Regions from separate parts of the Pan troglodytes genome. Here regions 2 and 3 are each linked to region 1. Evidence: chromatin contacts called from public HiChIP or PLAC-seq data. All regions are on one chromosome and are shown on one strand. The core of a region is the stretch at or near the end of the contact, and the rest is flanking DNA. Distances in the headings are between cores, read along the strand shown. Region 1 holds the start of RAB42 (RAB42, member RAS oncogene family). Region 2 holds the start of SESN2 (sestrin 2). Region 3 holds the start of ATP5IF1 (ATP synthase inhibitory factor subunit 1).

Region 1 (4,244 bases), core at 1,234-3,733:
CAGGGTCTCTCTCTTCCCAGTAAGTGGCCGTTGGAACTACAACCCAGGTCTGTTTTTTGTGTGTGTGTGATGGAGTATCCGAAGTGTAATGGTGCAATCTAGGCTCACTGCAACCTCTGCCTCCCGGGTTCAAGTGATTCTCCTGCCTCAGCCTCCCAAGTAGCTGGGACTACAGGCGCATGCCATCACGCCCAGTTAATTTTTATATTTTTAGTAGAGACGGGGTTTCACCATGTTGGCCAGGATGGTCGTGACCTCCTGATCTGCCTACCTCAGCCTCCCAAAGTGCTGGGATTACAGGCGTGAGCCACCGCGCCCAACCCAACCCAGATATGTTCTAATGCAAGTGCAGATAACCTTAACTGCTGTGTCACGCGGCTCCTCCAGAACTACCCTGTGAGATTAGGTACCATGATTTGCCTGACTTAGCAGAAGAGGAAGCAGGGATCAGGGAAGGGAAATAACTTACCCCAGGTTACACAGTGAATCTGTGGCAGAAGTCATGGCAGAAGTCAGCTGACATCTGGATTTAACTGCAGTCAGAGGCAGACACATGATCCCAGCCCACAGCAGGAGCATCTGGGAAAGGGAGGAAGTTCAAGAAGCCAGATGCTGACAGTGCATTGCCCATGTGGGCTGACTGGAAAGGCCTCAGGGAGGGCTGGGGTCAGACTGCATTTCCAGCTGCTTCATGCCTCTCTGGATTCTCCTTTCTCCTTGACCTTCCCAGATCCCACTTATCCTTGGAGACTCAGCTTCAACATCAGCTGGGATGGGCTTCTTTGACCCTTTGGCTTCCCAAGTCCAGCTCTATGATGGTGTTTGACGGAATGAATGGATGGGTGAATGAACAGCACTTACCCACTTTCATTAATTCATCTAGCTATAAATATTTACTGAGCTTCTACTTTGTTTTTTGTTTTTTTTTTGAGACGGAGTCTCGCTCTGTCACCCAGGCTGGAGTGCGGTGGCGCGATCTTGGCTCACTGCAACCTCCACCTCCCGGGTTCAAGCGATTCTCCTGCCTCAGCCTCCCAAGTAGCTGGGATTATAAGCACGTGCCACCATGCCCGACTAATTTTTGTATTTTTAGTAAAAACGGGGTTTCACCATGTTGGCCAGGCTGGTCTCGAACTCCTGACCTGAAGTGATCCACCCTCAGCCTCCAAATGTGCTGGGATCACAGGTGTGAGCCACTGCGCCTTGAGTTTCTACTTTATGCCAAGCACTGAGTTAGGCCCTGAGGATACAATCATCAGCCCCTGCCCTCAAGGAGCCTGCAGCCTGGGAGAGAGACTGACATCAGAGATGGTCAGAAGTGCATGTGGGCCAGGCGTGGTACAGGTTCACACCTGTAATCCCAGCATCCCAGCATTTTGGGAGATGGAGGCGGGCGGATCACTTGAGGTCAGGAGTTTGAGACCACCTTGGCTAACACGGTGAAACCCCGTCTCTACTAAAAATACAAAAATTAGCTGGGCGTGGTGGTAGGTGCCTATAATCCCAGCTACTTGGGAGGCTGAGTTGGGAGGATGGCTTGGACCCAGGAGGTGGAGGTTGCAGTGAGCCGAGATTGTGCCACTGCACTCTAGCCTGGGCGACAGAGTGAGACTCCATCTCAAAAATAAATAAGTAAATAAATAAAAACGAGACTAGAAAGACTAGAGTTGGCTGGAGCAACTGGAACTCCAGCCTCAGTGCCCTGGGTTTCCAGAAGGCCAGCCTGGAAAGGGTGGAGTAAACCTTGGAGGCTCATGTGCTGCCTCACCCTAGCCCCTCACCCAAGCAAAACTCAACCAGTGTCTTAGTGCTCGTGGGACCTGCTTTGTCCCCTTTTGTGGCATCGAAGGGGTGATGAAGGATGAGACAAACCTGGATGTGAGTCCCAACTCTGCTGTGTGACCTGAGACAAGCCGTGCCTCTGAGCCTCAGTCTCCTCAGCTCTAAGAGGGGCACTCCCATGGCACTATCAAAGGGTTGCTGTCCACAAAACATGAACTGACCGTTGGCCTCATACATGTTAGTTGTCAAATCCACAGGCCAACTGCACTCCCTTTAGAATTGCAGTTGTCTGTGTCTGTCCTGCCTCCTCAACCAGACTGTGCCCAAGTTCCTTCTGGGGCCCTGGTGTCCAACTCAGACAGGCATTAGAGGAAGCCGTGGGGGCTGTTGAACGTTGAACCTGAACACTGAACTAGAGGCCCCAGACCAGGGCTAATGAGGGCTCCAGGAAAGGGCTTCTGGGTGGAGAGGGAGCATCTACTAACCACTCACTTCCAGAGTGGCCTTCCCGGGTCCAGCAGAGGGTTGGGCGCCAACTAGGGAACCCACAGAGGAGGCGGGGGGGGGGTGGGGGGGTGGGGGGGGAGGGGGCGGGGGAGCGGTGTGGAGCGGGTAAGGGGGTGGGGCTGGAGATTAAGGAATGAGTGAGGTGGATGCTTCAGCGCTGTTAGTCTCCTCCCCATGCCCCTCCTCACTTCATCTAGTTTAGTCCCTTTATCCTGTGAAGTAGGGGTCATCATTAGCCCCCTTTTACAGAGGAGAGAATTGAGGCTTCGAGAGAGAGAAACTTGGCCAGGAGTTTCCACTCGGTCCGACGCCCTCGGTGCCCCGCCGGGGACGGTGGCTGGGCGCGGGGAGCGGGGGGCGGTGCCAGCGGGGCCCCGGGCAGGGGCGGGGTCGGGGCGCGGACAAAACGGCCGCGGGGCGGCGGGGTGGCGGACGCGGCCATGGAGGCCGAGGGCTGCCGCTACCAATTTCGGGTCGCGCTGCTGGGGGACGCGGCGGTGGGCAAGACGTCGCTGCTGCGGAGCTACGTGGCAGGCGCGCCTGGCGCCCCGGAGCCGGAGCCCGAGCCCGAGCCCACGGTGGGCGCCGAGTGCTACCGCCGCGCGCTGCAGCTGCGGGCCGGGCCGCGGGTCAAGCTGCAACTCTGGGACACCGCGGGCCACGAGCGCTTCAGGTGCGGGTAGCCGGGGCGCGGGAGGGACTTCTGGTAGGGGGCTCGGTGAGCGTGCGCTCGGCCACGGCAACTCCCGAGAGGCCAACTCAGAGGTCAGGCGGAGGGCGAGGTCCCTGCCCTGGGTCCCGCCCGGTCCACTGGGGCCAGACCCTCCCCTGCTCGGAGTCATTTTTCCCACGAACACTGCGGGGTGGGTCGAGTCCCAGAGACCAGGAACATCCCTGGCTTTGAGCTCTGGACTCTGGAGAGATGCTGAGTGATACTGGCCCCGGGTGCTGAGAGCTCAGGGGAACAGAGCGGGAAGTGTCGAGGAGATGTGGAAGGGAGAGAGGATCAGCAGGAGTTTGCCAGGAAGAGAACAGAGGAACGAAGACCTAGGTCAGGGCAGCACCAGGCCTTCTCCAGGAATGAGGGATTCAAGTCACGCTTGCTCCCTAACTGGAGCACCCAGACTTTTTTCTTTTCTTTTTTTTTTTTTTTTTTGAGACGGAGTCTCTCTCTGTCGCTCAGGCTGGGGTGCAGTGGTGCGATCTCGGCTCACTGCAAGCTCCGCCTCCTGGGTTCACGCCATTCTCCTGCCTCAGCCTCCCAAGTAGCTGGGACTACAGGCGCCCGCCACCACGCCCGGCTAATTTTTTTGTATTTTCAGTAGAGACACGGGGTTTCACCGTGTTAGTCAGGATGGTCTGGATCTCCTGATCTCGTGATCCACATCCACCCGCCTCGGCCTCCCAAAGTGCTGGGATTACAGGCGTGAGCCACCGCACCCGGCCAGCACCCAGACTGTTAGGAGAGACACAGACACCGAGGCAGAGAACCACGGGGCCGTGTGAAGTGAGCACTGTTGGGGTGTGAGGCATTCTGTGGATCCCAGCGGGAGGAGGTCCTGCCTCTGGGGGTGTCATGGAGGCATCAGCCTCTCCCAGCTTACCTTTCCACCTCCCTGCCTCCCCAGGTGCATCACCAGGTCCTTTTACCGGAATGTGGTGGGTGTCCGGCTGGTCTTTGATGTGACAAACAGGAAGTCCTTTGAACACATCCAAGACTGGCACCAGGAGGTCATGGCCACTCAGGGCCCGGACAAGGTCATCTTCCTGCTGGTTGGCCACAAGAGTGACCTGCAGAGCACCCGCTGTGTCTCAGCCCAGGAGGCCGAGGAGCTAGCTGCCTCCCTGGGCATGGCCTTCGTGGAGACCTCGGTTAAAAACAACTGCAATGTGGACCTGGCCTTTGACACCCTCGCTGATGCTATCCAGCAGGCCCTGCAGCAGGGGGACATCAA
Region 2 (4,254 bases), core at 609-3,108, 340 kb before region 1:
GACCCTGCCAGCCAGGCGCGGTGGCTCACGCCTATAATGCCAGCACTTTGGGAGGCCGAGGCGGGCAGAGCACAAGGTCAGGAGTTCGAGACCAGCCTAACCAACATGGTGAAACCCTGTCTCCACTAAAAATACAAAAATTAGCCGGGCGTGGTGGCACTTGCCTGTAATCCCAGCTACTCAGGAGGCTGAGGCAGGAGAATTGCTTGAACCTGGGAGGCAGAGGTTGCAGTGAGCCAAGATCGGGCCACTGCACTCCAGCCTGGGCGACAGAGTGCGACTCTGTTTCAAAAAAAAAAAAAAAAGATGTAGACCCTGCCCTCAAGGAGTTTACAATTAAAAAGATCAGATAAGCCAGACTCAGTGGTGCACACCTGTAACCCCAGTGATTGATTTGGGGGGCTGAGGAGGGAATATTGCTTGAGCCCAGGAATTTGAAGCTGCAGCGTGCTATGATCACGCCACTGTACTCCAGTCTGTGTGACAGAGCTAGACCCCATCTCTAAAAAACAATACTAATAAAAAGAAAAAAGGGTCAGATAAAACATGTACATATAAAATTACAATACAAGGCAGAATGTGGCTGGACATGGTGGCTCATGCCTATAATCCTAGCACTTTGGGAGGCTGAGGTGAGAGAATCGCTTGAGCTCAGGAGTTTGAGACCAGCCTGGGCAACATATGGAGACCCTGTCTCTATTTATTAAAAAACAAAAAACAAAAACACAAAAAAAACTAGGTAGAATGTGATACATGTGAAAAGAGATCCAGCTCAAGTGCCTTGGGAGCTCAAGGGAGGGTGAGATTAATCGCTTTTTCCCAAGAATCTGGAGGCAGGAAACCAAGTCGGTTTCATCTTTGGAATTGTAAGCTTAGACTTAGAAGTCTCAGAGGGGGACTTGGGGGTCTTATCCACCCTCACCCCTGGCAGGATTCCCTGTCTAGAATAAACAATAACTTTAAAATGGAAACAAAAAAAGGAGCTCTGAAGGAAAACTGTGAAGGAAGAGGCTCCGTTTGAAATGAATAGAAAATGAATTTAGCTTGGAGGTGCTGAGGTGTTGGTAGAGGCAACTTTCTGGCAAGAGGCGAGTTGAAGGCCAGGAAGTGGATGAGATCAGGGAGAGTGTCTGGAGGGAAGAGGGGTAAAAACAGAAACTGGGGAAGCACCCACGTTTTAGGAAGTGGGTGGTGAAAGAGGAGTCAGAGAAGGCCAGAGGGAGAGGTGAGCAAAGATCCAGCAGAACACCTTGTTACAAAGTTTCGAGGAGGGTGGCAGGGGTGGAAGCCAGGACGGGTAGCAGAAGGAAGAAAACTTCCAGCAATAGGGATTGAGGTTCCACACGAAGTTACCAATGACATTTCAAGGAATGAAGGCTTTTCCTGAGGCTCCACAAATAAGGTGAATTCCCTGTGTCTCGCATCTTTGGAGCTTCCCCGAGGCCAGAGGGAGCAGGGTTGTGCCCTCTGACCTCTAAATATCTGGGGTTCAGTTCTATAATTAGCAGCACCGGATAGGACGCGAGCCAAACCTCTCTTAACCCTAGCCAGTCCCTCCAGGAACTGAAAAGATGAAGAATTCATTTAGGAGATTTCACACTCGGCTGTTTGGCCTAGCCCAGTGAAGTCCCTTTTCATCACGCAACCCTAATGACTCTTCGGGCTGTCACTGCCGTCTGGTGTTGCCAGGGATCTGACTAAACCGTCTTGCAAAAGTTTGCAGCATTCACCCGAGGCGGACTACAACTCCCAGAATTCCGGGCGCTCCCCGGTGCTGATTGGCGGAGCCCGTGACTCCAGGGGGCGGAGTTTCCCCCGCCTCCCCGGGGAAACAGACCTCTGATTGGCTGGACCGCCGGGCTTTTGTGTCCCCGCCCTCCCCCGGGGACCGCAGCGGGCTGAACTGCTGGTGTCAGAGCCCGGCGAGCGCTGGCAGTTCCGCGGCGGGGATGCTGAGGAGCGCTGGGTCCGCGAGCAGCCCTGGCCCCTGCGGACTTCCGAGGCCGTGAAAACCCCTGCGCTGCGGCCCTTCCCAGGCCCCCGAGGCCGTTCGCCGTTCCCGAAGCCCGACTGGGGGAAGAGTCCAGCACCAAAGCGGCCGTTCTCGGATTCCGGAGCGTTCTGGAGCCCCGAGAGACGCCCCGGGGTTCTAGAAGCTCCCCGGCGGCGCCCAGTCCCGGCTTCCTTCGGGCGTCCCTCCGAAACCCACTCGGGTGCACGGGTCGTCGGCGAGCCGCGACCGGGTCCTGGCGCGCACCATGATCGTGGCGGACTCCGAGTGCCGCGCAGAGCTCAAGGACTACCTGCGGTTCGCCCCGGGCGGCGTCGGCGACTCGGGCCCCGGAGAGGTAAGCGGCGGCCGCGCGACGCCCCTCTTCCCTGGAACCCCGAACCGCGTCTGAGCCTCAGGCTGTCCTGAGCTGAGTCGGTGTGTCCTGGGCTCGGGGAGGGAAAGCCGAGCGCGTAACCCGGGACCCGGGTTGCATCAACTGGCAGCCGCGGCCCTCGGCACCCCTCCCCCCCTCTGTCTCCCCTCTCCCTCCTTCTCCTTCTCCCTCTCCCCCTCCTCCCTCCCTCTCCCCCTCTGCCTCACCGCCCCCCCCACAAGGGCCGCGGATCCTTCCTCGGCTCCCTCGGACTCCTGGCCAATGAGGGAGAAGCCTTCTGGAGGCTCTCCGAGCTTTGGGCTCCTGAGCGTCTTCAAGTCCAGGCAAATCCCGGCCGGAGCGGCCAGACCACTCCTCCTCCCCGCCCCCTTCCGCGGAGTCTCTTCCTCTTCGTGGGGGCCGGCGGGCAGAGGACCCTTCCTGGGGTGTCTCCCGGCTCCTGTCCCCCAGCGCGGGGCGTAGGCACCTGGGACTGGCCAGTGAAAGTTGACCTCATCCCATGTCCCCCGCACTCCTGCTTTGGAGGGAGAGCGCAGGGGCTCTGGGGGCTTGGCGGGCCGCCCGGTACGCGGCAGCGGCGGCAGCCAAAGCTGGGGGGAGAGGGGACAACCCCGGTCGCGGCTTCCGAAGCCAAGCGCGGATTAGGCTGCGCCCTGCTAAGTAAGTGGTCTGAAGGCCCAGAAGTTTGTTTTCCAGAAATTCCTCCCCCACCCTCCCTTCGCGCCGCTCCCCTCCACCCCCCCCCCGCCCCCCCCCGCATTCGCATCCCGGCATAGCCCGCAGGGGCTTTGCAGGGAGACCGGGAATTAGGCTGGACCTAACCAGACTGACAGTTCGCACTCCCCCACCACTACCAGCAGCAGCGATAATGGACATCTTATCATTTATTATGCACCTACTAGATACCAGGCTCTGAGTTTTTTTCGCCTTTAACCTAAGTCCTCAGGACTAAACCAGCAATACAAGCTACGCTATAGCCCCATTTTACAGGAAGAACATTGAGGCCCACGATGGGCTCAGAAAGAGGCTTTCTTCATTAACCCCACTGAATATCTTGTTCTTTGGCCTTATGATTTCTGAGATTGCACGGCACTAGGAGCTTCTAGTTGCTTTAGTTTACAGGCCTAGAGTGTAGTGGAAGTTGTATTCTGGACCTGGGATTTGGTGGAGTGCTATGACCCCAAGAAAATCCCTGCTCTTCTCTTAGTAACGTGGTTTCTGGGGATCCTACCTCCGTCGGTGTATGGTTTGTGCCCTGGTTTTTGTTAGCTTGCTTACCCTTCTCTGCCGTGATTTAGGAGCGCCATGTGGAGGAATGGCTCTTCTCCTGCAGCTTCTCAGCGGTGTGACTTCTTTGGAAAGATGGAAATAATGTTACTATTGAGAACACCTGAACACTAGAGAGCAAGAGTGCTGGGTTCATGTCCCAGCCCTCCTGCTAACTTGCAGTGTGTGGCTTAGCCAGTAATCACTTCTCTGATCTGTGGTTTCTTCCCATGGGGATTTTACAGTATCTCTAAGGGATTGTTGGGAGAATTAACTCAGAATACAAGCAAAGGCTGAAGCACTGTGACTGGAACATAGTAACTGCGTGATACTTGCTTGCTATTATCAGAACGTGGCCATGGCATGCACAGCTTTCTCCAGAGTGTCTCACAAGGGGGTGCCTGAGCCTGTTCCTGAGATCAGACACTGTACACCCCTCTCTGGGTCAGTGCCTGGGAACTGGTCTAGGGAGAAAAGGCTTTGAGGGAGGGATCTTTACACAGAAGCCATGTTTCCTCAGTGGAGAAAACTGCTGCTATCTGGGAGGTTTCTTTTTCTTTTTTTTTTTTTTTTTTTGAGATGGAGTCTTGCTCTGTTGCCC
Region 3 (4,346 bases), core at 1,017-3,516, 370 kb before region 1:
TTTTTAGTAAAGACGGATTTTCACCATGTTGGCCAGGATGGTCTACGATCTCCTGACGTCGTAATCCGCTCGCCTTGGCCTCCCAAAGTGCTGGGATTACAGGCGTGAGCCACCGCGCCTGGCCGAGGAGACCTAGTACCTATTAAGCAGTTACTCCCTATTCGCCCCCTCTCCCCAGTCCCTGAAAACAAGCAATCTGTGTTCTATCTATATGGATTTACCTATTCTGGATATTTCACATAAATGGAGTTAAACAATATGTGAATACGTATTTCACATAAATGGAATTAAACAAAATACCAGGCAGGGCTGCTATTTTCTCAACTAAAATATGATCAATAAAGCCAGTTTTACTATTTCATAGAAAACAAAGAAGGTTTTTTTTGTTTGTTTGTTTGTTTTGTTTTTTTTGAGGCAGAGGCTTGCTCTGTTGCCCAGGCTGGAGTGCAGTGGCATGATCTTGGCTCACTGCAACCGCCGCCTCCCAGGTTCAAGCGATTCTCCTGCCTCAACCTCCTGAGTAGCTGAGATTACAGGCGCATGTCACCACGCCCGGCTGATTTTTGTATTTTTAGTAGAGACGGAGTTAGTCAGGCTGATTTCGAACTCCTGACCTCATGATCCATCCGCCTCGGCCTCCCGAAGTGCTGGGATTACAGGTGTGAGACACCACGCCCAGCCCCAAAGAAGGTATTTTTATAATCATCAATCAGGTAGATAATCTGGCCCAATTCTCTCATCTAAAAAAGAAGAAACAGAGAAGAGAAAATGAGTTAGAGAAGAGCTATAAACTTCATGAGAGTAAAGACTACTGTTGTCTTGTTCATATTCATTATATGGATGAAGGGAGGTTAAGGTCAAGCTTTCCCTAGACTCCTAATTATCCTTTTTTTTTTTTTTTGAGACAGAGTTTCGCTCTTGTTACCCAGGCTGCAGTGCAATAGCGTGATCTCAGCTCACCGCAACCTCAGCCTCCCGGGTTCAAGCATTCTCCTGCCTCAGCCTCCCAAGTAGCTGGGATTACAGGCATGTGCCACCACGCCTAGCTAATTTATTTTTTATTTTTATTTATTTATTTTTGAGACAGTTTCTCTCTTGTTGACCAGGCTGGAGTGCAGTGGCGTGATCTCAGCTCACTGCACCCCCTGCCTCTCAGGTTCAAGCGATTCTCCTGCCTCAGCCTCCCGAGTAGCTGGGATTACAGATATGCGCCACCATGCCCAGCTAATTTTTCATATTTTTTTTTAGTAGAGATGGCGTTTCTCCATGTTGGTCAGGCTGGTCTCGAATTCCCAACCTCAGGTGATCTGCCCGCCTCGGCCTCCCAAAGTGCTGGGATTACAGGTGTGAGCCACCGCACCTGGCCTGCTCTTTTCTACTGCATTGCACCACATTGCCAAAAGTGCAGTTATTAAGCCCATTCAACAATATGTTGCTAACGAAAAAAACAAACTAAAATATTTTTAAAAGGTTTATTCTGAGCCAAGATGAGTGACCATAGCTTGGGGAAACACAGCCTCAAGAGGTCCTAGGAAACTGTGCCTGAGGTGGTCAAGTTATAATTTGGGTTTTCTTTTTTTTGTTTGTTTTGAGACGGAGTCTCGCTTTGTCACCAGGCTGGAGTGCAGTTGCGCAATCTCGGCTCACTGCAACCTCCGCCTCCCGGGTTCAAGCCAATTCTCCTGTCTCGGCCTCCTGAGTAGCTGCGATTACAGTCGCGTGCCACCACACCCGGCTGATTTTTGTATTTTTAGTAGAGACGGGGTTTCTCCATGTTGGCCAGGCTGGTCTCGAACTCCGGACCTCAGGTGATCCACCCACTTCGGCCTCCCAAAGTGTTGGGATTACAGGCGTGAGCCACCGCGCCCAGCCAGAACACTGCCACTTCTCATAACAAATGAGCGCGATTTATGTATATCTAAGCCAGGGCACATTGGACGTCGGTATCCTGGACATCAGCATCCTGGACACAGCTCCCAAACCCCGAATTCCCCCATTTTATTGATGCTAGCAGGCCAGGGAAGGGAAAACTTCCTTTGAGCTTTGAATAATAACGACTTTAGAATTGAAATCGTGGGCTGGAGGTGGACGCCACGCCTCATTCTGATGGGTCCAAGAGCCGAAATTTCGGCTTCCGTCACTCTCCTCACTCAGCTCTCCAAACTCCTCCATCATTCCTCTTTCCAGTCCTTTGGCCCTAAGCCCTTGCTAGCGGTTGGCTAAGAATAAACCCGTCTCTTGCTCGGGATTCGCTGTGAGCTCCGGGAAGCCCGCCTCCGCTCTCCCGTGATTCGCTATTCCTGTGTTCATCCGCCCCTGCGTCGACCAGATTGAGTGCTTGGCCGTCCCTGCCATTAGCGCGTAACGAGAGACTGCTTGCTGCGGCAGAGACGCCAGAGGTGCAGCTCCAGCAGCAATGGCAGTGACGGCGTTGGCGGCGCGGACGTGGCTTGGCGTGTGGGGCGTGAGGACCATGCAAGCCCGAGGCTTCGGCTCGGATCAGGTACGCTGCGGCAGTGTCCGCTGCTCCAGCCCCGCGGGCGGATCCCATCTTTGCTTCCGTACCTTTACCAGTGTCCCTGTCTCTCTGCAGTCCGAGAATGTCGACCGGGGCGCGGGCTCCATCCGGGAAGCCGGTGGGGCCTTCGGAAAGAGAGAGCAGGCTGAAGAGGAACGATATTTCCGGTGAGGCTCACCGGGTCCCAAGTCCAGCCCTAGATCTCCCAAGGGCCTTCCAATCCTTAAACTGCCAATCGCCCCACCCGTTCCTACCTGGTGCCTTGGGCGCCCCATCCCCCAACAGAACTCCCGGGCCCCAATCCAGTATACCCTAACCCTTGATGTCCCGACCGTTGCCACGTATAGGGCACTCCCAGTTCCCTGCACAACAGTTTCAGGCCCCCAAACCATTTCCACCGGCGGGTCTCCAAAACAACCCACGGCTCAACTCCTCCTTCATCATTACCATCTCCCGCGTGGAGTTCTCCTCAGGTCGTGCGAAACACCCCCAGATTCTTCGCACAGTGTCTAGATCCGACCGTCCAACGTTTGCCTCCCAGCCTGACTCCCTCGGCCCTTACCCACCTGTCACCCCCTCTACGCTCTCCTTCCTCGCCAGCACGCCTTAGCTTTGCAAGCCTGCATGCATTCAGGCTTCTCAGGTGTTTCTAGACCCCTGACTCCGCAAGGGTGAGGATGATGGGAGCTGGTCATGGGAGCTACTTATGGTTGGACACCATCTTCTAAAGGCTTTTGCCCTACTCAGCCCAGCCTAGACCTGTAGATTTCCCTCTCCTGCTTAGGAGTATGGAGTGGGCTGGGCCTCCCTTTGCCAGCCCTGAGTTATCTTTAACTGACTTCTGTCCACTCTGGAGAGCAGTGAGGAATTAATCTTGCTTTTGCTTGTCCTTTGGCCTTTCACTTCTGCCTTCTGTTGAGAATTATCACCATGACACCTGCCATACCGTATAGAGAGCCAAGGTACAGCCGTTAGAGACTATCTAATTGAGCCCCTACATTTTGTAGTTAAGGAAAACTGAGGCCTAAATGTGACCAAACCAACATTGTAATCCAGTCCCTTCTTGGAACCTAAATTGAACTGCCAAGTACTGCGCATGCAAGAGACCCTTTATTGGCCTTACAGTGGGCCATTCATTTCTATAGGCAAAGAAAGCTCTAGACAGATTGGAATAGGAAATGGATATTTGCCTTTTAGCTACACCCCTTTGTCTGTCTTCCTCATTTTGTTCCTTTTCTTTTCCCTAAAGGGGAGTCAAGTTCCCTGGGTTGTTCCCCTCATAAGGTATTAGGGACTTGTGTCACATCTCTCTGGAGTTTTCTATTTTAAAGAGGAATCTGAAAGCAATAAGCTCTTTGGTCTTCTTAAGATGGCTACACCTCAATTTAAGATGGGGTATTCTTTCACTAGTTGAGGAGTAGAAGAGGATGACCAGCTAGACTCCCATGGAATTGGGACTCCTATTCCTTGCTTAGACATTACGGGTTATGCTTTGAGATCTCTTTGGGGTGAAGGGTTGAAATTAAACCCTGAGCCACCGTGTCCTTGTAGAGCACAGAGTAGAGAACAACTGGCAGCTTTGAAAAAACACCATGAAGAAGAAATCGTTCATCATAAGAAGGAGATTGAGCGTCTGCAGAAAGAAATTGAGCGGCATAAGCAGAAGATCAAAATGCTAAAACACGATGATTAAGTGCACACAGTTCCCCATAGAATGGCACATGTCATTGCCCACTTCTGTGTAGACATGGTTCTGGTTTAACTAACATTTGTCTGTGTGCTACTAACAGATTATAATAAATTGTCATCAGTGAACTGTGTTTGATGC

The links. HiChIP or PLAC-seq counts read pairs in DNA pulled down with a chosen protein or histone mark.
Region 2: an H3K4me3 HiChIP or PLAC-seq map of stem cell-derived excitatory neurons shows a contact between it and region 1, with 4 times the contacts expected there. The contact joins the promoter of SESN2 here to the promoter of RAB42 in region 1. A contact is called at or near these places in 1 of 1 datasets of contacts at active chromatin or transcription factors (stem cell-derived excitatory neurons) and 1 of 1 other capture datasets (stem cell-derived neural stem cells).
Region 3: a contact with region 1 is called in an H3K4me3 HiChIP or PLAC-seq map of stem cell-derived excitatory neurons, with 5 times the contacts expected there. The contact joins the promoter of ATP5IF1 here to the promoter of RAB42 in region 1. A contact is called at or near these places in 1 of 1 datasets of contacts at active chromatin or transcription factors (stem cell-derived excitatory neurons) and 1 of 1 other capture datasets (stem cell-derived neural stem cells).

What each region holds. Positions count from the first base shown.
Region 1 is chr1:202,388,826-202,393,069 of NHGRI_mPanTro3-v2.0_pri, reverse strand. RAB42 (RAB42, member RAS oncogene family) reads left to right here and starts at 2,483. Exons shown (of 2, transcript XM_054664758.2): 1 at 2,483-2,962. The coding sequence starts at 2,730.
Region 2 is chr1:202,733,013-202,737,266 of NHGRI_mPanTro3-v2.0_pri, reverse strand. It overlaps SESN2 (sestrin 2), which reads left to right and starts at 1,858. Exons shown (of 10, transcript XM_016957397.4): 1 at 1,858-2,348. The coding sequence starts at 2,259.
Region 3 is chr1:202,756,406-202,760,751 of NHGRI_mPanTro3-v2.0_pri, reverse strand. It overlaps ATP5IF1 (ATP synthase inhibitory factor subunit 1), which reads left to right and starts at 2,266. Exons shown (of 3, transcript XM_003338984.7): 1 at 2,266-2,503; 2 at 2,594-2,685; 3 at 4,070-4,333. The coding sequence starts at 2,417. The coding sequence ends at 4,211. DNAJC8 (DnaJ heat shock protein family (Hsp40) member C8) reads right to left here and starts at 2,748. Exons shown (of 11, transcript NM_001279783.1): 1 at 2,566-2,748; 2 at 615-740.